Linked DNA regions of Mus musculus: region 1 is linked to region 2. The links are chromatin contacts, called in public promoter capture Hi-C maps. All regions are on one chromosome and are shown on one strand. Each heading gives the region's core, a stretch centred on a gene start, on an enhancer-like site or on the middle of the called end of the contact. The rest is flanking DNA. Distances are from core to core; before and after follow the strand shown.

What was found. Promoter capture Hi-C pulls out the DNA fragments that hold promoters and counts their contacts.
Region 1: a contact with region 2 is called in a promoter capture Hi-C map of embryonic stem cells. The contact joins the promoter of Krt23 here to the promoter of Krt222 in region 2. A contact is called at or near these places in 3 of 39 promoter capture datasets (the 3T3-L1 cell line, the HPC-7 cell line and embryonic stem cells).

The regions. Positions count from the first base shown.
Region 1 is chr11:99,491,852-99,494,889 of GRCm38.p6, forward strand. Krt23 (keratin 23) reads right to left here and starts at 1,269. Exons shown (of 8, transcript NM_033373.2): 1 at 818-1,269. The coding sequence starts at 1,213.
Region 2 is chr11:99,242,623-99,245,806 of GRCm38.p6, forward strand. It overlaps Krt222 (keratin 222), which reads right to left and starts at 1,525. Exons shown (of 6, transcript NM_172946.3): 1 at 1,321-1,525. The coding sequence starts at 1,416. It overlaps Gm32385 (a long non-coding RNA gene), which reads left to right and starts at 1,273. Exons shown (of 4, transcript XR_389025.3): 1 at 1,273-1,360.

The DNA.
Region 1 (3,038 bases), core at 19-2,518, 250 kb after region 2:
CTGTCACCCCTCTGCTTGTATCCAGGCATCCCAGAAAGTAGAAGCTGAGCATCTTAGGTGTTTGACTGGGAAGCATGGTATTCTTTGGGAAGCCCATCTCTCCAGTTTTTAAATGCCCAATTTTACTATTCTCACCCCCCCACCCCCAGCAATATGCCTTTATCAGAAGTGTGACCCACTTTATCTTTTAGCAGTTCCTAGAAAAATATCCAGGGATGTCCACGATCTATCTGCTGCTGGAGAGACAGCTTTTTCCGCATGACCTACACAGTAGCGTAACTCAGCCTTTTGTTGATAGAGAGTCACACTGTCGTCAGGCCTCTGAGGTGGAGCAGAACTGATCTGATTTGGAAGCAAATTCTCTCCTGGGCCTTGTGTACCGAGGGTGCACCCTGCATAGCAGCCTTATCATTTCTGTGATGTCGTTGGATCTTACGTGATACTTGCACGGTGACAGGCTGTCTGACACTCCTAAGGCTCACATATTTGGTTCACCCCCCGCCCCACCCCCCCATGTTTTAAAGTGTGTAGAAAACCAGGCAGTTTTGCTGTTTAAAAGATAGTGTATAGTAAATCTGAAATGTTTGCTGTCTGGTTTCTACATCATTTGCAGAGAGGAAATTATTTTTATAAACAGATTTCCCCGAATCCATCCATACTTAAGCTATAGCAGTAAGATTTGGGTGAGCAGTACTTGAGCTGAGTTCTTTTTGCTGTTTGCCCTGGGAACTGCCATGCACACAGTCTGGTTCCCCCTCCCTCTATCCTCTCTGGGTATGGCAGTACCATAGCTACAGGGTCTCTCTCAGTGTCTTACCTGCTCCTGCAGGCGGCTGATGTTTTCCTCATACTGGGAATAATCCTTTCTGTGGCTGGGTTCTCTCTCCTGATGCCACCTTAGTATACGGGTTTCCAGCTTCGAGTTAGCCTCCTCTAGAGCCCGCACCTTCTCCAGATATGTGGCCAGGCGATCGTTGAGATTCTGCATGGTGGCCTTGCCATTGCCACCTAGCAGGGGACTGCTTCTTCCAGACCCCCATGATCCTCCAGGAGGCAGGCAGCCTGGCGTGGTGAAGGAAAGGGAGATGCGGACACCCCCTGCGCCTCCATGGACACTCGGTGCCCGATGGCAGCTCCCCTGCCGCCCCCGGGTGCTTCCGAGGCTGTGGACAGAGGCCGAGTAGGTCTGGTTAAAGCTGTGGCTGGAGTTCATGGTCCCATCTGTGTATGGAGCAGGGCTATCTCAGCTCTCTGACGCTCACAGGACTGAACTGCCTCAGACTGCTTGAGATGGTTTTATGCCCTTTGCTGTGGGAGTTTCCTTCTCTGACAACTGTACCGACAAGATCCTATCATTGTGCAATGTGTGTTTCCTCTTGGTCAATCCGGAGGTGCCCCTGGGCCAACACACTCTGCTGTTGTTGTTTAGAACCACGTGAATATGCCAGTTACCACCTCCCTCCCAGTGGTAACCCGGAGGCGTGGCCCAGGCCACCAGGTGGGTAGCAGATCTCAGATGTCTTTCTAATCTCGCAGTGGAAAATTTCCAATGTACATTCGCCCAAAAAAGGTCAGATTAAAGTCCACAGTAAGACTGGTGTGGTATAGCTTTTCTTTTAAAAAAAACCAACCATTAATCTCTCTCACACACACAGTGCTCCAGATAAACCCTCTTACACCAGGATAAGAAAGACTTACAAGGTTAGAACCAGAACAAACCAGAATCTCAAGTCCTGGAGGAAATCTGCTCCCGTGCGGAAGGAAACAGAGAGGGCTCTGAATATCTGATTCCTTTGTGTCTGCTGCCGTTTGATGGAAAGTAATTTCAAAGGAATCACTCTTCAGAACAAACCCTCAATTACAGTCGTAATTAATTAATGAATGACTGGCCTTCCGCTTCCAGGATGCCTTTGATCCCAGCACACCTCAAAACCAAACAAGCCAGCCTGTGCCTGGGATGTCCCTGGGCTCCAGGGAGGAAAAGATGGCTTTGCTATTTGACCAGTAGCCCTGGGCAGTCTCTGTTTTTTTTGGTTGAGTCCCCGGACCATTGACCTGTATGCGATCTACAGCAGGGGCTATGAAAACAGGAAGCCCGTCGTGGTGGTCTGACATGTGTGATGCATCTTAACTTTCTGCCAAGGCAGAGGTTGAGAGTGAATAATGATGTAGTTTGGGGCAAGGGCTCTGTGCTGGTTACTGGTGACTCCATTTAAAGATGACGTAGAAATAAGCTGTCAGGGTCTATGGAGATAGTTCAGAGGGTCAGGGTCCTTGCTGGGCCAGCCATGCACACAGTCTATGTGTATCCCCAGAGTCTATGTGTGGTGTTGCTATTACACCTTTCCGTTGTTGGTGTGAGTGCAGAGACAGGAGGGTCTCTGGGGCTTGGAGCCCACCAGTGTAACTCCTGGTTTAAGGAGAGACTCTGTCTCAGTGGAATAAGGTAGAAGGTGACAGAGGAGGACACCCAGTGACCTTTGCTGCTTTCTGGTGTGCTCATCCTCTCCCACCCCCATGCTCACAAACATGAGGCACACATACATACGAAACAAAAAATAAAATGTCAGTTATCAGAAGAGACTTTGGTGTCACTCTTCAATGCCACCAACTGCACAGATCAGGGAAAATGAGGCCTGTATGGGATATGGGGAGGATGAACTGAGTTAGGGAAGCCACATAGCACTGCTATCAGTCACAAAGAGGTCCTGTACAGGACCATAATGGTACTTCTTCCATAATGGTAATGGACCTTCTCTGCCTCCTAGACATTGTTTAATCCTTATAACAACTATTGGGTTGTGTGTGTGTGTGTGTGTGTGTGTGTGTGTGTGTGTGTAGGGGGCTACTGAGAATGGAGCCTATAACCAGGGGTAGGCAAACACTGCCCAGTTATAATACACTTTGCTGATAAAGGACCAGGGGTTCGCAGAGGTGAGTGATTCGAGGCTATTTGCATGTGCAGTGTAGTTGAGTACAAGACTTTGTCTCTTCCTTGCAAAGATAGGTTTGAAGGTTGTTTCCTTCAATAATCATTT
Region 2 (3,184 bases), core at 275-2,774:
TTTGCTTTTTTTTTTTTTTTTTTAAATTCAAAGTCACTTCAAGCACTGGGACTTGTAAATTCAACTTATAAGTTTACTTTGCAAAATTTTTATTTGGTTTATGATTTTCAAAAGTTGTCCTCTCTTAATATTTTTCTCTATCACGTGGGAAGAGAACAAACTTCTCCTCCATCTAAGCCAAGAGCCCGGTGACCTTGTTTAATCCGTTGAACTGATCATTCTTTTTAAAAACCAAGACTATTACCCACAGGCAAAATTTATAATGATATTGCAATAAGTTACTAACGAAACAAAGTCCTGTGATTTTTTTTTTTAGCTATCATTTTTTTGTTGTTGTTTTGTTTTTGTTTTTTGGCCCTGTTCTTAAGTAAACTCTTTGCTGTGTCCAGGTGCTGGGAATACAATTTGAACCCGGGTATAAGAGGTAAGCTAATAAAACCGTCCTGAGTTTCTGAAACTTTGTTTCCCAAATATTTGCTTTTAAATTTATTTAAATTTGAGGCCTTAATTATTAAAGGCAGGTATTACTTTGAAACTGAGTAGACAGGATTTGAATTGAGCCTTGGTCTGAGTTGGCTCTGTTTCATTTATTTATTTTAAATATCTTGCAAGCTTTGTGTCGGAAGTAAACAGTTCTTCTACCCCCAAAGCAAAAATGGCTACTTTTAAGTGTAGAGTCTCTCACTACTCAGCTGGGGGGATTTTGATTGTCAGATCTGTATTCTTGGTTCTCAAAGCCACATTCACATGCTCAGTTGATTCTATTTATAACAGTCAGTATGAAACCAAGTGCTTGGGAAATATGATAGAAACCTTCTAGAAATATTTTTCTTGCTTTTTGTCTCCCCCCAGAGTGTGCAAGGCAAACAATCTTGACTATCAAGCTTGGAGTCTACAGATGTTATTTAAATTGCCTCTATAATTAACTCCATAATATCTTTGAAGAGTTGTTTGGAATGCTTCCTTCCTGAAAAAAAAAAAAAAAAAAAAAAAAAAAAAAAAAAAAAAAAACCCAAAGAGGTCAGAGAGCACCATTTTATTGCTTGTTGACTCCATGTTTTAGTAATGACGGTCACCTTACGATCTCTATAAAATCCCAATGCATCAATCAATATTTATTGAATGGTTATTCAACAGCACAGCCAAAGGGTTTTCTCCCTGCCTGCCACCCCAGACCCAGTGCAGGAACACCTACATCGCCTCCCCAGTAGATGCTGCGTGGAAAAGGAGATACTGTACCTCAGAGAGGCCGGGACAGGAATCGGGTAGACATGGACTGTCTCCTTATCCTGAAGGTGCCTGGCTGAATGAAATCATTACCTGGATCCGCGTCGACAACACCGTCTCTATCTGATTTCTGGTGAGGAGCTGTTCATAGTTTGCCCTGATCTCATTGAGGAGCTGGGACAGCTCCATTCTTTTCCCATCCTCCACCTTGGCTAACTGGACCTTAGCGATGGGATGAGCCGCTGCGGCAGAGCCTGCCCTGCCTGCGTCGCCAGAGCAGACAGCCCCGCAGAGCCTTAAAGAAGCAGAGATCCATTTCCCCCACCAGAAGCCGGGGGAAACTCCAGGGTTGCTAATTAATTATGCAAATGTTGAGAAACCCTTCCCGCCCATTGTTGTTGATACAGCAGAGACCTTCGGAGTCTCCAGGAAGAGAGGAAAATGACACCCACAGGGTCACTGCAAAGGTTTCCTATGCAAAGTGAATGCTTTGCCTGTGGGGGTGGGGTGCTCACAACCTTAAGCAAATTGTAGTTAGCCAGTCACAGTGGGCAGGCATATTATCTTAGCACTCAGGCAGAATGATCTTGAGTTCAAGGTCAGTCAGGACTTCGTAGTGAGACCCCTGATGGAGAACAAAACAACAGAAACAACGACACCCAAACAAACCACCTCCCAAACCCAAAATAAAACACGAAATTTATTTAGCTTTTCCAACATATTGCTTAGGAATTAAACTGGGGGGCTTTAGAAATGGCTCAGTGGTTAAGAGCACTGACTGCTCTTCCAGAGGTCCTGAGTTCAATTCCCAGCAACCACATGGTGGCTCACGACCATCTGTAATGGGATCAGATGCCCTCTTCTGGTGTATCTGGAGACAGCGACAGTGTACTCATATACATAAAATAAATAATTCTTTTAAAAAAATAATTATACTGGGCTCCAAATATGATAGTTTAAACTTTTCTTTATAGTATTTTAAAAAAAAATGTTTTGATTTTTTAACAAAATGCTAAAGGAGAGGGAAGGCAGAAGGAAACAAAGGGTTAAAGGAATACAGGTGACAAGAAGCAGGCAGGGACTGGTTCAGATGAGACAGGTAAGGTTGTGGGTGGTGGTGAAGGGCCATGGCGGAGGTGGATGCCTACAAACAGGACAATGTCCCATGGAAGGAAATGGTGAAATGGCTTCCCTGTGACTTTGTATGCTAACTTAAGAAAATTAATTTTAAAAACCCCGAATGCTACGGAAAGTCCTCTGAATGTGTTTGTACATGTCCAGCGTTCTGACAGCTACTCTACTCTCGAGTGAGGCAGATGACTGTCATGAGCCGTGGTTCTCAAACGGCCGGCCGTGGACGCCAGCCCAGGAGTAGAGTGTGAGGGATTGAGGTGGATTCCTGAAGTCACTCTTATTCCAGATGAGGCGAGGCTGGAGACGGGCACTGGAGCAGGGTGGGAGCCAGGAGTTAATTCTACCAGGCTTGTGAAATGGAGCCCTTCGGCCCCTGCAATGGGACCCCCACTGAGGGAGACTTTTGCTACTAGAGAGCAGGTAGAGAACACGTCACACTGAAGGGACTCACCCTCAGCTCTTCCAACAACGGTGTTCCACCCAATCTTTTCATTCTGGGACCTGTAAAGATGGAAGAACTGTGGTCAGAGGGGTCAAGTGTCCTACCCAAGGTGGTTCATTGAAATGACAGCATCACTGTCTTAGGGACTTTTGACTGTATGCTGAACGCTGTGCTTGCTTCTTCCTTCTCTTCTCCCGGGGATCTCCAGTCAAGATGGCAGCCTTGTTAGATGCGACTGAAATATTTTTGAGAATGGGCCTGTTGTTTACAGAGTGAATGAATGAATGAATGAATGAGATCTTGGTTCTAGAACCCAGAGGGCCTTTGATATGCTTTTAAAAAGTGTGTGTATGTGTGTGTGTGTGTGTGTGTGTGTGTGTG